3 separate regions of the Zea mays genome follow, and all the other regions are linked to region 3. Evidence: chromatin contacts called from public ChIA-PET and Hi-C data. All regions are on one chromosome and are shown on one strand. The core of a region is the stretch at or near the end of the contact, and the rest is flanking DNA. Distances in the headings are between cores, read along the strand shown. Region 1 holds the start of LOC100282223. Region 2 holds the start of LOC100216561. Region 3 holds the start of LOC100502234 (RNA-binding KH domain-containing protein).

Evidence for each region. A called contact is a pair of places that touch in the nucleus more often than the background predicts. ChIA-PET counts read pairs in DNA pulled down with a chosen protein or histone mark.
Region 1: a contact with region 3 is called in an RNA polymerase II ChIA-PET map of seedling, with 7 times the contacts expected there. The contact joins the promoter of LOC100282223 here to the promoter of LOC100502234 in region 3. A contact is called at or near these places in 10 of 25 Hi-C or Micro-C datasets (bundle sheath, ear, endosperm and 4 more) and 1 of 3 datasets of contacts at active chromatin or transcription factors (seedling).
Region 2: a Hi-C map of ear shows a contact between it and region 3, with 1.9 times the contacts expected there. The contact joins the promoter of LOC100216561 here to the promoter of LOC100502234 in region 3. A contact is called at or near these places in 2 of 25 Hi-C or Micro-C datasets (ear and leaf).

The regions. Positions count from the first base shown.
Region 1 is chr1:65,249,732-65,254,425 of Zm-B73-REFERENCE-NAM-5.0, forward strand. It overlaps LOC100282223, which reads right to left and starts at 2,484. Exons shown (of 4, transcript NM_001371844.1): 1 at 2,068-2,484; 2 at 1,658-1,759; 3 at 1,059-1,346; 4 at 597-947. The coding sequence starts at 2,400. The coding sequence ends at 882.
Region 2 is chr1:65,575,299-65,580,289 of Zm-B73-REFERENCE-NAM-5.0, forward strand. It overlaps LOC100216561, which reads left to right and starts at 2,680. Exons shown (of 17, transcript NM_001321565.1): 1 at 2,680-2,861; 2 at 4,022-4,331; 3 at 4,435-4,498; 4 at 4,586-4,619. The coding sequence starts at 4,276.
Region 3 is chr1:65,382,382-65,387,414 of Zm-B73-REFERENCE-NAM-5.0, forward strand. LOC100502234 (RNA-binding KH domain-containing protein) reads right to left here and starts at 3,455. Exons shown (of 8, transcript NM_001196711.1): 1 at 3,324-3,455; 2 at 1,905-2,474; 3 at 1,252-1,680; 4 at 904-1,161; 5 at 542-805; 6 at 389-447; 7 at 170-242; 8 at 1-60. The coding sequence starts at 2,471. The coding sequence ends at 194.

The DNA.
Region 1 (4,694 bases), core at 1,234-3,733, 130 kb before region 3:
ACTGTATGTAAAATTTGATATCATTTGACCAAAGAAGCTCAGTCACCAAACCTATGATGTGGGTCGACCTATCCCCTATGTTAAAATATGTCAAACTTTACATAATCATGATATACATCTCCCAAAGTCAAATGATGCACAAATTTATCTTATTTGGTTAAGATTAGGAGATCAATAAAGACGTGTAAAAGGCTAAGAACGAATGTAAAGAAGGCATGTTGAGTTAAGAAGTTATATCATGTAAAGCTGTAACTCAAACATGTTTAATTATTTATCTAAGTAGATACCGTATTCAAGGCAAGAAAAATTAAACATTGACCATCGGTACCTAGAAGGTTAGACGGAGGGTGAATAACTTACAAAAATATCCTACAAACTCACAAGTCAGTAGAGCAAAGTTTGATAAAGTACAAAAGTAGTGTTAAAGCAACTATTTTGCACTAACACTAATTCATCTTATGCAAGCCTCTAAATAATTCTAGTAGGTCTTTAGTTTATTTTGATCAATGCAACCTACTTAGCAAGGAATACAATTATTACTAATTACAATACAGAAATATCATACAAGTAGATAAATGTAATTGCAAAAGTAAATATAGTGAACAAACCACACGAGACAAGAAACAATACAAGATACTTTCTTGAGGTTTGGTTGCCCGTCAACAATCTATGTCCTTTGAAGTGCCACAAGACACTATGCAGCCAAATTGATACAAAAGGACACTGAACACGGGAATCCAATATTACATGTATATAAATAGTGAGCCATATACATGAGGGCTTTTTAACTTCAATGAATCTCGAGACCAAATCCAGGACTGGCGTCACTATAATCCAGAGTTTGGGCTACCGGTACACCTACAAAAATCTCAAGAGGAATTTCAGTATTGCTGCCTAGGTGGCTTCGACTCTGCTACCGTAACACGGATCTGTCTGCCGTCCAAGTCCTGCAGGGTAATGATAAACCAATTCAGTACATCCTGAAAGACGACTAGACTTCAACTTTCGAAGGCTGTGGCGTGAGCAGCTAGGGGAAAAAAGAGTGATTCAGAACTCACAGCGCCATCGAGATTAGATATTGCATTCTCAACCTCTTCGGCGGAACCGTACGTGACAAAACCAAACCCCCTTGACCTTCCACTCTCCCTGTCATAGATGATCCTTGCTTCCAGTACCTCACCTTGCTCACTGAACAGGTTTGCGAGAGCTGAATTGTCAACTCCCCAGGAAAGGTTACCCACGTAGACCCTGTTGGCATCACCCCTGGGTCTTTGCGGTGACGGTGATGACCGATCTCTGGGTGGTGGCGGCCCAGAGTTCACCCTCAAACTTCTTCCATCAAGCACCTATATTTCGAGAGATCATGTCCGATACATAAGAAAATGAACAACTTCTAGACATTCTGTAACAGAATATACTCAATCAAGGAAACAGAATACAAATGCTCTATCTGAATCCTTAAGAGTAACCATTAACTTAGAACTTGATTTATGCAATGCAGGATCTGGTGCGGAGACATGAATGAACATCACGGAATTCCTAGAGTATTGCAAAGGTCACAATTCCAGGTAAATAAACAATGTCGCACATTAGGAGAATGATCCATTGTGACAGCAAAAGAAGGTGCATAGCTCTGGAAGAACCGGAGTGAACTCACATAGCCATTAAATTGGTCAACAGCCACCTCAACCTCTTCGACCGAAGACATGGTCACAAACCCGAATCCACGGCTTCTTCCCGTCAATTTGTCATAGATAACCTGCAACAAAATGCAATGCTATCAATTGGCAAAAAAAATTGATATATCTTATTGATGGGGGTGGCCTACTGAAAGAAGTTATGACCCAACTAATTGCGTTGTTGACTGTAGTTAGTATTCTTATTGCCTATACCGCAGCTAACAGTAGGCATATTCTGTCTCTCAACTTTGATAGCACTCAATATCAGTTAATTTCCCAGCAGCATGAACACTAGGATCGCCAAATTTATAGGCGAAGTATAATAGAAGAAAAAACGAAATGTGATCACTAGGGCCTACTGATTATCGAATGCATATACGACACCCACCTCGACCATCTCGACGGAGCCGGCCTGCTCGAAAAGTCCCGCGAGCTGGGCGCTGTCGACGCTGAACGGAAGGTTACCGACGAAGACCCTGAGATCATCTGAAAACTCGTCCCCGCCCGAACGCCCCTCCGCCTCGAGCTCCTCCGTCACGGCCGCGGTCGCGGCCGCTCGCACGGGCTCGAGCGGCCTAAAGCCCACCGCCGCGGCGGACAGCGCGTGGAGCTGCGGCAGCCCCGATGGGAAGGCGGCGGCGGACGGGGCGGCGGCGGCGGGCTTAGCGGAGAGGGAGAGGAACTGGGGCAAGAGGGAGGTGGAGAATAGCGTGGCCGCCATGGGAAGGGCAGAGCCGCAGAGGTGTGGGTTCGGTTTTGGGCTGATAGGGTTTTGGGGATAAGGTGAGGACAGAGGACTGGACAGAAGAGGGAGCAAGGGACACCGGGTGGGTTTGTAGTCAGTGATGCGGGTTCGTTTCTGGCCCGATGTATTGGGCCGCAAAACCGTCAGATACAGCAGCAACCTTTTTAGGTGGGCTGTGGACCAATCTATAATATTTGTTTAACATTTTTTTTTTGGCATGGATGCAATACTACGGTATGATTAAGCCCATGTACTGCAACAGGAACAGGAACAAAAAAAAAGCCACGAGATGTTTGATAGCCAAGCCAAAATCAAGATCATGGTAAATTCAATCTTGCACACATAACAAAATACTTCCTCCGTCCCAATATAATATTCGTTTTAGGTCATTGTTTTTGTTTCCATATTCAAATTGGTGACAATGAACCCTAGACAACGCCCTAAAACGGATACTATTTTGACACAGATCTTTGCGGCGAGTAATTTGTAGCAAATTTTCGCTTTGCCCAAGAACAATAGTAACGGTCCCTGAACAATTACCAAATAGTTAGGACCGTCCTAACATGTTGTTGTAGCAAATCATCCTGACATGGACCAAATCAATTTGCCTAGCTACCAATTATTATTTAGTTACAATATGAATAAAAAGGATATACGATTAGAACCTTCTGGATGGCACAAATAATCTCACAAATGCCTATCATAAGTAAAAGTAGATTATCACTGTAAACTGTCACAGTGGCCTATTTTGAATAATACATATATCAACCGACACAAATCAGTTTAGAAATTTTGATAGCATTAAACATTTACTTACATATGTTATTGTTTCTACATGTGTGCCCCACATCAATCGATAAGTAAGCAATTACATGTATGTATGGTCAAAACAAGCAAGAAATAAGGTCGCTAGAATTGTTCTAGTAATGCGCCAAGTGCATAAAAGAAAACATGGTGTGTTAAATAACCTCGAGGATTAGTTTGAGAGCCAGAAAACCGGAAGAAATTGAAGTGGTTAAATTCTCTTCTTATTCAAAACTGAATAAGAAGGAGAATCTAATCCCTCTAATCTTCTCCGATTTTATGGCTCCCAAACTAAACCTAAGAGCTTGATCTCGCTCCATCAATCATGATGCCGCCAAGAGATTCATCTCCTTCGTACAAAAGTTGACAGTGGTCTGATTACCGACTTTCATTGCACAGCGGCCATCCCTTGCAAGTCCGGCCCCTACGTACCATTGCAGTCCAGGAGATGATACTAGTCTCTTCTGAAGAGAGAAGTGGCTTAGCTTGTTCTACGTAACCAAGAGCTTCATTTGACTATGTACTAGCATCATTCAGTGAATTCCGCACCTCCATGCATGGACTCAAGGATCCGCACGACATCATCAAGCAAACTGATGATTTAGTACACAGGGAAACCAGGGAGTTACTAACCTCTCGGCCATTGCATTCCATCCACTCTGCACGACAATCTTGTGAAAGGAGGTACATATATGGATAACAATAGGCTCTAAATTTTATTTACGCTATAAGATTTAAGAATTGGATTGGATTAGAATCAGACTCTATTTCTATTTATTTTTAAACTAAAATTTATTTAATGCTCTACTATTTTGTGAAATAGCATTTAGATCGTAATCTATTACCACCCTTAGGTACATGGCGATGTGTGCATTGCCCACGGGGAGCAGGGCCCGGCAGACCAACTCGGAGGAGGCGACCGTGCATCATCACTCCAGAAGCAGGGCTTTGGAGTGCCGCGGTGAGCGAGAACTTGTCGAGCGCGTAGGAGAAGAGCGCGAGCGAGTCGCGTGGCTGCTCGGGGCTAGGGCTAGCCCTAGAAAGTTTATGGTTATGGCCAACAATGGTCGACCGAGAGAGGCTATATATGGCCAACTTGGCGACGGCCAGCATAAGCATGGCTAGAGGAGGCTACTACTGGCTGGAGCCTGGTCATATATAGGAGGCTATAGCTGGCTGCGACTTGGGTGGAGCTGGCTGTGGTGAGCATGAAGGGGTGGCTACCAATCTTTGGGGTAGCACAATCTTTGGTGTGAGGAAGGGAAGGAGATGAATATGTGAGTAGTAGTAAGGATGAAAATGAATATGATTAGTCATGATAACCATTCTACTATTTTTATTTTCATATTTTATTTTGGAAAAAGGACCATTGGAAACGCAATCGACGACGGGACTAATAGGATGACGAAAACGAACCAAAACAAATGGAACATGATCGGAAACAGACATAAAAAGTGAGAACATCG
Region 2 (4,991 bases), core at 1,430-3,929, 190 kb after region 3:
AAATCCCAAAAACCACACAGTCCCTGCCCAAACCATATTTGGCACCTGCGGACTGTCCACCCATCAAAGCCGGACGGTCCACACTATAATTCAGGGACTGTCCCGAAAGCAGTCTTCTCTAGTCAGGACTGTGGACGGTCTGGCCCCAAGGCCCGGACGGTCCGCAGTGCAAAGGAACAGGACTTGTCCGAAGTGGTCAGACTTCGGACCCCACTGGTGGATCGCGGACGGTCCGCCCTCAAGACCCGGACGGTCTGTGCATCCAAGACTTTGCACTTTTCAAACAAGCTTTTGAAAGGATTTTTACTCATGAAATTTGAAGCGCTGTTAGTCCTCATGCAAATGCAACCACTAGATGCTCTATGAGGCACTAAGTTTTACACAGATCAAAGTCATTGACCCCTCTTAATAGTACGACTATCTAATCTACTAATCTGGTCAAGTATCTTCTCTAAACTCCTCAAGACCGGCAAAAACGAAACCTATGTTATACCTTTGCCTTCACTTGATCCACAACAAATGCTTATGAATCTCCAAGATTTCCTGTTCTATGTGGTCCAACCCTGCATTCTTATTTCTCCAAGAACCGTTAGTCCACAAGCAGTTGTCATTAATTACCAAAACATCACTAAAGGGCCTAGATGATTCACATCTACCCATCCACTACTTGGTGTTGTCGTCTTCCTCCTTCCACTGGATGTGCAAGTATGCACGTCATGCAAGACAACAACCTGCAAGTTGTCGGTTTACGATTTAGTAACCAACAAACAAAAAAAATACAAAATGATTGGTTGGAAAAAGGAAATAACATACGACGATGGTCGATAATCCTTTCTTTTCCTCCCGTGCATAGATCCTCCAAGGGCAATCACCACCTTTGCAATAGCCAACGTATCGAATAGTTAAAGTAACATCGATTCCAAGTTCGAACTCATGCTTTATGGCATACTACCTCATAGCAATTCGAAATTCCTTCATGTTGGGAAACAAACTGTCTGGTTGCATTGAGGGATTTATTTTATCATACTTAACTCTCTTCTCGTCCGACAGATAGTCTTCACATGGTTGGTCTATATTGTGGTCTCCCAAATCAATATGGTCCGATTTGATCCAAATTACTTGTAGCACCTCGTAAGGCTTCATCTCTTCTATTTTCCTCAGCCTCGTCCTCTCAATAAGTCCAAGTTGAGAATACATCTGCATCTCACTAGGAACATCACGTCTCCCTTCCTCCTCCCAAAAAACATTGAGAACCATAGAATCCCAATAAAACAAAGATTTTTCTTATACATTCTCATAGTCCTATACAACAGAGCTCAACTCAATGAAATAGCCAAAAGCCAAGATAACTTTACTACAAAACAAAGAGCAACCACATCTTACCTTGTTGCCATCCATCTGTCCCAATGTAACTAAGGATATGGAAGACAAGCCTATGCCTGGCACTGGTACATGCATGAATGTACATATATGGTTAAACTTGCTAGGACAAATCATGAACTTGCTAGGTACAAACATGAATTCCATGGTACAAGCAAGAACAAATCTTATAGTGCCTATCACAACCAACACAAAGAGACACACCTAGGGGGACGCCTCGTCGACCTCGGCGTTGGTGTCCGAGGCTGATGCATCCATAGAGGAGATGACTTCAGCGCAGTATTTCAACTGGTCGTGCTCCACTGCAAGAAACGAGGAATGTAGAATGGGGAATGTGGAATGAGGATCTAGATTGTAGTGGAGGAAATCTCGCATTGGGGAATGGGGATCTATATTACGGTCAAGGAATGGAGAACGGAGAATGGGGAGGAAGAAGAGGAAGGAGAGAGCTCACCGGAGGTACTCACGGGCGGCAGCTACACCAGCACTGACGGCGATGCGAACGAAAGTTGTGCCCGCGCAGACTGGTTCTGACGGAGGAGGCTTAATGGCTCTCCTCAACGTCTAAGAGAGATTTTGAGTCCATACCGGTGGCTACGTGTCGTGTGGATTTCTAAATCGTCGAATCTCTTCCTAACGTATATGTTTTGACGAAGCCGAATATGACGTGTTTCATAATAATAAAAATCTCTAATATATCGGGTTCTTAGTACCCGTACCTGAAATTTCGAGTAGGTTTAGCTTGGATATACGAAATTTTAAAAACCTGAACAACCTACGAAATTTCTAGAAAAACCGAACGCCCAGCCCTTACGGATGACGAGGGAGCAAGCTCCTCCAGATGTGGAGAAATTTGCCATTATAAAATATAGCAGATGTTGATTCGACCAAATAGAGACATAGGTGGAGGATTCGATAGTTTAGAAAAGTAGAGAAAGACCAAACTTTGAAATGGACAAGATTTCCCTATTACCCGCTGCCGACATAGATTAATCTCCCACCGTGAGAATTAGGATTTGTTCGTTTATGCTGGATTGGTGGGTCGAAACGATTTCTAATCGAATTGCTTCTCTAATTTATATAAACTTTGATTCGATTCCAGATACAATCCGACATAAACGAACAAGGCCTCCACGGCGTCTGTCCCATCGCTGCCTTCTCGTGTCGCGCTCCGACCGACCGCCGTCGCTGCCTGCTCATGTCTTCGTCCGGTCGTGCCTGCTCATGTCTTCGTCCGGTCGTGCCCATCGTCTGCGCAGCAGCCACCGTCGCCACTGCCCTGTGTCTCGGCCAGCTGCCAATGCCGTTCGTTCTCCGCCTTCGCTTTTCACCGTCCAAGGACCCGGCGCCATCGAGCAGCTTCTGGAGGTAGCGCAGGGATCGCGATGTGGTCGTCGAAGGGATCTTCGTCGGCTCGTCGCCCCCTCCTTCTTCGGCCACTGCGCACGAGGGCGACGGCGATGGCTGCTGCTGCCACATTGGTGAGCAGTCACCGATCTCCACCTCAGACCACTGTCGCTCGTCCTCCGTCTCCCAGCGCCCACACCATTCCCTGTGCGCACACTGCCGATACCACGGCCAGCGGCCCGCTCCTCCTTCCCACGCCCTGCTACTTGTTAAGTACTAAAATTGTATTTCTCTGTCTCGTTGGACCATGTATGCTATTTGAACTTGATAAGAGAACATGTTTCCGTTAACAAGGGTGAAGCATACAGATAAACAACATAGCATTCTGAACTTGTATTCAAATAATCAATACAACATTCTGATAAACCGTGTTCAGATAAACAACATGGTTTCTGATAAACAACATGGTTTCAGTTAAACAGCCACACACTAATTCATCACATGAATACAACGCCACGATGAGGGCACTCCGGATCTTCGTCCCCAGTTGATGGCTGTGGAAGTTGTACTAGTGGTTGCACAGCGTCTCCGCGCACTTGGCCGCCAGCAGCGTCACCACCAGCCGCGCGCCCTCCTCGAACAGTCGCTGCTCGCCCGCCGACGTGAAGTCCACGAAGCTCTGGATCAGCGTCGGGCCAACGTACATGACGGCCAGTCGGAGCAGCGCCAGCAACGCGTTCAGTAGGAACTGCGCCCAGAAGGCGCGGAACAGCGTGTGCGGGTTATTGTCCTTGGACGCCCACGACGACGGGCAGTGCAGGGTGAAGAGCTTGTGCTCGTGCATACACTCCGGGTGGGACGGTGCCAGCGTCGGCACGTCCGACAGCTCCAACGTCGTGGCGCAGGGCCAGCGCCGCTGAGCGGAACGGCTTCTCGTGCGCGACAACGGCCACGGCGGCCAGGTGCACCGCGCATTGCAGCGCCAGGAACACCGTCACCGTCCCCAGGGCCTCGCCCTCTCCACCGCCTCTGTTGACCAGGCAAAGGACGAGCAGCAAGGGCGTAGAACGCGGCGAGGGCACCAACCGTGGCGACCTCTGTTCATCTACATCTCAGACGGAGGAGAGGTAGCTGACGGCGTGAGCATCAGGAAATTAATCTGTGTCGGTAGCGGGTAATAGAGAAATCTTTTCCATTCCAGAGTTTGGCCTTTCTTTATTTTTCCAAATTGTCGAAGCCCTCCCGTTCGTCGAATCCACCTCTGCTGTGTTTTATAATGGAAAATTTCTCCCAGATGTGGGAGGGAGCAGACGGAGAAGCCACTGACTCTGACTAGAGAGCGGCCGGAGTGAAAGTTGTTGAAAGCGGGAGCGGGAGCCTTACCAAACTGGGCTGGCAAGGCGTCGTCGCAGGTTGCCGGTTCGCCGCTGCCAGCGAAGCACTCACCTCGCCGTCGTCCTCCGGCTGCCGTTCCTGCGGTCATATGTGACGCCTTACCTGCAGTTCTCCTCGTCCCTCACGCCTCAACTCCCGCACCTCTGAGTCTCGATGGAGGACCGCCTCTTCGATAAGTCCCTGAACCCGAATAAGCTTTTGAAGGAACAGTAAGTCCAGGGTCCCTAGCCCATGAATCGAGGCTGTGGTTTCAGTCGCTCCCCTTCTTGCCCTTACGACTCTAATTAACCTTTTCCTGCCTTGGTGATGCAGATTCGTCAGCAACTTGACGGGGTCTTCCCTGCTGGAGATCGCGGCGCTCTCCACCGTCGTGCCGGTAACCCATTCAAATCTCCTGCTAATTTTTCTGTATGCGAAGCACATTGAGTTAGGGCTTTGACTTCATTTCTCTTTTGGTGCATAGGCATTGGTAGTTCTCAGAAAGTGGAGCAGCAGAGGTCAGTTCATATGAAATACTGCGAATTGTGCTCTTATATTGTAGCCTAAGGTGTCAATGAATCAATTCCCACGAGAAATCTGCAAGTGAGATCAACTAATATGATTGGAAAATCAGATTACTAGTAGGCTGCAACTTTTGCATATTTAACTGTGGATCTGTTTTATGTAAATCGTGAATTCAACAATATAGTCCAAGTTATTCTACAGTGTGTCACTGTGTCAGCGTAGAAAATGTATACCTTTTAACTTTCTATTAGTAATTGTACGTGTCACCCTCCATTTATAGCTTGTTGATAAATCTGATGGTTGATGCCATAGGTTAGGCCATCCATTTCAAGTATACTCTGTATTTTATAAGTATGACCTTTTAA
Region 3 (5,033 bases), core at 2,205-4,704:
TTTATAGTACGTGAGGGGAGCAGGGGTGGCAAAGGTGAAAATAACAGGTCCATCAGATAGCTGAGCTGGGTTCAATGTGTTCAAAAGGCAAAAAAAAGAACATTAAGGTAGGCAAATGCACAATCACATAATCATTCTAACATATCAAGAAAAGGTTGAAGAACAATACCTGCTTTATCAAGCAATCTAAATCCTAATAACCATGACGCTTTCCATAGTGAAGAGAACTATGACCAGATAACCTGATGGAAGTTATTAGCAGTTACAAAGAACCGCGTGAGCACATATAGAAATAAAAAGACATGAAGCACAAACAATTGCTATATACAGCAATGTACCAAACTGAATTTCTATACTGATGAATCAAACATTGTATAGCCATCCTTACCCACTATTAGAGGAGCGAGCACTGTACCCGCTGTAAGCCCCATATCCTCTTCCAGGTGCCTAGAGAAAGTTTTAGTTGATTAAGAAATGAAAAAATACTGATAATAAGCTATCAACAGGCATAACAAAGAGTACAGCACAATATATGTTATACCTGGGAGCCGCCATAACTTGCATAGCTGTCAGAAGGAATCGTGTCATCCGATGTACGAAAACCACTTGAATATAGATAGTGCCCAACAGGCTTGGTGTCTCTGCCTAGATATTTTGGTTCATCCGAAACACCAGCAGGCAAAGGATGGTAAGGGATAACAGGTGGAAATGCAGATAAAGAGCCCTCTCTTTCAAAGAAATTGGCTTTCAGCCTTGTAGCTATTTGCACAAGAGCATTTCTTGCAACATCAAGGCCTCCAGTGATCTGGAGCACAGGCAAATCGATATAATGAAAACCTGCTATAGCATATAACCACGCGAATCCCTCAAAAAATAACAATATCAGAAAGCCCAAATTGCTACCTGAACCATCTCATCATCTTCTGCTGCTACCTTTGGAACATTTTCTTTTGAAAGAATACGTACATTTGCTCTGGATGTTCTCCGTATCTCAGTAATGATTGAACCACCTTTGCCAATTAGGCACCCAATACGTGATGTTGACACCAGCAAGCGTGTTGTGTATGACTGCTCAGCTGATTCTAAATCACTTTTCTCGCTGCATCTAGGCTGCAAACGAACTGCAGCATCAATTGTTGGAGATACAGGATCTTCAAAGAACTGCATGGAACAAAATACATGGTTGGTCAAGAAAAGCAACCAAGAAAAGGCAAGAAAGCATAATATAAGCAGATCAAAAAGAGAAATCACCTCTTTCGCAGAAACTGTAATTATGCAGTCATCATCAGGGTCTGAATTGGAGCTAGCCACTTTGATTAAAGCCCCAGACTCCTGCCTAATCTGTTTGATAATTCCACCACCCTTCCCAATTACACCCCCCACATTTGCAGCAGCACAAAGTAAACGCAAGCTAAACTCCTTTGCAGAGCTCTCATCCCTTCGTGGTTGGTATAAAGAGGGCCAATCTCCTGCTACATCACCTTTGTAGCCACCATAAGGAGGAATTACTGGAGTGATCCCTACAACAGGTGCAGTAGAGGAACCACCAAGGTGGGTGCTCCCTGGATAAGGTTGGGTCAAGCTGGATGCAAGAAGATGCTGTGACTTGGATGGGTTGTTATGGAGGCGAGATGACACTTGATGAAGAGCCTTTCTGACAACTACCGTGTCCCCAGATATCTAGTGTCAAAAATATTTGTAAGTCTTATCAGTAAAGATGATTAGCACAGACAGCAAACCATACAATTCCAGACATCTTTTCAAGTTTCAGTAAAAAATAAATGGTGTATACATTTAAGAAAGGAGACACTGCCAGGATTATATTAAAGAGTAAGGATAGATAAATACATTCATATGCAGTACAGTTTGTTTAGGTAATTAAGGAATTGATGTGAATTGCAAACCTGGAGAAGTTCGTCTCCACTAATGGCACATGCGGGGATATGATCATTACTAAGGACACGTATTTGTGCACCAGTCTCACTGCGGATTCCTTGGATGATCTGCCCACCTTTTCCAATAATGCATCCAATCTGGTCTGATGGCACAAGCAAGCGAACAGTAACTTGAGGTGAAATTTCTTCGCTGTCTTCGTTCCCAAGACCCTCATCACTGGCAAGCCTCTCATGAACTCTAAAGAGGGCATCCTGAGCAGGGCAAACCTCATCTTCAGCACCATCGATGGTATTAGTTTTCCTGCTTGTGCTAAATATGGTAACAACTCGCTCATCACATCCAGGGACACTCTCGCCAATCCTGATCTTAGCTTGGGTCTCAGTCCTCAACTGCTTTGCAATTTCTCCACCCCTGCCAATGATACTCCCAATTTTTCTAGAGGCACAGAGGTAGCGATACACAGTGTCATCAGGACCAGGTGCATATGTATCATCGCCAGGATTTCTTCTCTTACTGCCTCCATTTTCAGTAAAATCAGACTGGCGCTTTCCATGACTGTTTCGGTGGCCAGCCATTATCTGGAAGCAGAGGTAAAACAGTAAAAAAACACATAGAACAGTGCACCAAATGAACACAAACTTAAATAGCAGTCCACAATGTCCTTAATAGCAGAACATGTGGTGTGATATAACTACGACATTTTTTCTCTCGATAGGGCAACCCTTTTGTGTAATTGTGTTATATAGAAAAAAAAATTGGGTATTGAAATCTCTGAACTGCAAACTCCAATACCATCAAACCAAAAAAGGATGATGTACTAACTTAGGCATGCATTAATTTCTTGGTACAAATGCATAGTACCTAGGTTAACAGTTTTTTTAACACTACAGTTAAAAAAGTCAACATATCATGTTTTCAGTATGATTAGTAAGTTACAAACACTTGTAATTTCGTCATTGTCAAGTAAAGAAATTCGGTTTTACCGTGGTGGGAAAAATCAATATGCTGAGTAATGCATAAACCAGGAAACAGACGTTCCTATGAGAAAGTGGCACATTTTCAATTTCCAACTTAATTAATTAGGTTAATCCAAAACCCAACCAAAGGTTAGCAAAGAAGCAAACACTACACGGTCTGGCACATGCGTCTGCTAATTATCAAACTCTACCTTTAGTCCTTCCTATTAGCGGGCGGGGGAGCTTTCAAAGCGCAACCGTCAGGCAAGAAATTCCGAAATAATTGGCTCACATACTTATCTTTACCACGTCTACGCGCCCACCGAAGAGATCGAACCACCAAGAAGACGGATTGGCACGAAACAAGGGCTCTACCGCCCGGATCTACGGGGTGCAGACGCCGAACTAAGGCCCGCCGTCGCGGGATTCGACGGGGCGTGTGGCAGGAAGAGCCGGCGGAGGGGCACTGACCTCGGCGGTCTGGGGCAGCGTCGCGAGAGAGACGATGCGGCCCTTGCGGCGGAACGATAGATGCCGCCGTAACCAGGAGCTTGCGAAATCGAGGAGGACAGCCGGGCAGGGGGAGGCTAGGGACACCGATCGACGAAGAGGGTTAGCCAGCCACGGAGGGTGGCAACCTTTTGTCGCCACGATTCACGAGCTCGTGTTTTTTTCTCATGGGCCGCGTGTGGTTCCTTCTGGACCATGTTTCCCTTCGCTTTCTTTCTTTCCTTCTTTTGCTACCGGCCCACCACCAAAGAATCCTTTCGTTTGCACCAACCTGGTATCGTACGTAACAAAAAACTCTAAATTTTTACGCTATAAAATTTAAATATCAAATCAAATTAGTATCAGACTCTATTTCTATTCATTTTTAATAAAAAATTAATTATGACCCTAAAAACTTATGAAGAAACATTTGAATCATGATCTATTATCACTCCTACATATTAGTGTTTCATTCCATCTTATCTATGGATTATATGTATGATTGGATCCGCTTATAGATCTCTCCAACTGAATTGAAACCAATATGAAAGTGCTTCTAATTTTATTATTAAATCAATTTTAATTTATCTCAATTCATTGAACCAAACAAGGCATAAAAGATTTCATCTTATTCTTATTTTATATATATCTTATTTCGCTCTAACAACGTCCTCTATATTTCAGCATCTATATGTTAAACACTTATATTAAAGACGTATTTTGCTTCGATTTTTTTACTATGTATGTCATACCTTCAAGCATCTTATACATATTTAAGTTTTACTTAATCCATTATCAAAAGTACAAAAGTAGATAAAGGAGATAATAGCAGGGGCGGAGGTACAACTTACTGTTGGTGTCAGCTGACATTGATGGATTTTAGAAAACATAATGTAAAGTAATGTTTAAATATTATATAAATGTTGATGGCATCCATCTAAAATGATGGTGACATCGGCAAACCTCGAGACTGACTTCGTCCATGGAGAAGAGAGACTCTATATAGAGATACGAAGAAATGTTTTCTATATTTAGAAAATGTTTCAGATAATACCGTTAGAGCAACTTAGGAGATTCTCTATATTTTTCCTAATCAACATAAATATAGATTTAAAAATAACCTCTAGCAAATTATTTAAATAATTATCCAAATATAGACATATTTTATTTCATTTTCTCACTAGCCAAAGATAGGAAACACAGTGGGTCTCTAGAGGCAAACAAGATATAGAAAAGTTGTTGGAAACTGAAAAGATATAGAAGGTGAGTTTTATGCAAATGACTCTCGAAATAATAATTTAGAGAATGAAATTTAGAAAGACTCTTGGAGGTGCTTTTAGAGCGTATATATAAGAAAATCTTCTCTAATATATGGTAAATGGCCCTCTAGTGTACCCTTTTGGAGTCAACATTATCTCTTAGTGTTGGCGATGGATATCAAAGAATTCTTCGATATCTAGTGGTCACCTTGCGACCGCTTATGAGGAGAAAAATCAAGAAACGAACTACGCCACCAATTCTTCGTATCAGGGCCACACGACCACGATTAGGCACGGTTCCAAATAGAGTTGTACTCATGTGAGGGCATCCAATATATGATGATTTATTAGGTAACCTTTTATACATGTTATATTGAGAGAGAGAAACTAAAACGATATCCCATCATGATATAGCCATTTCCACGGTCAAAAT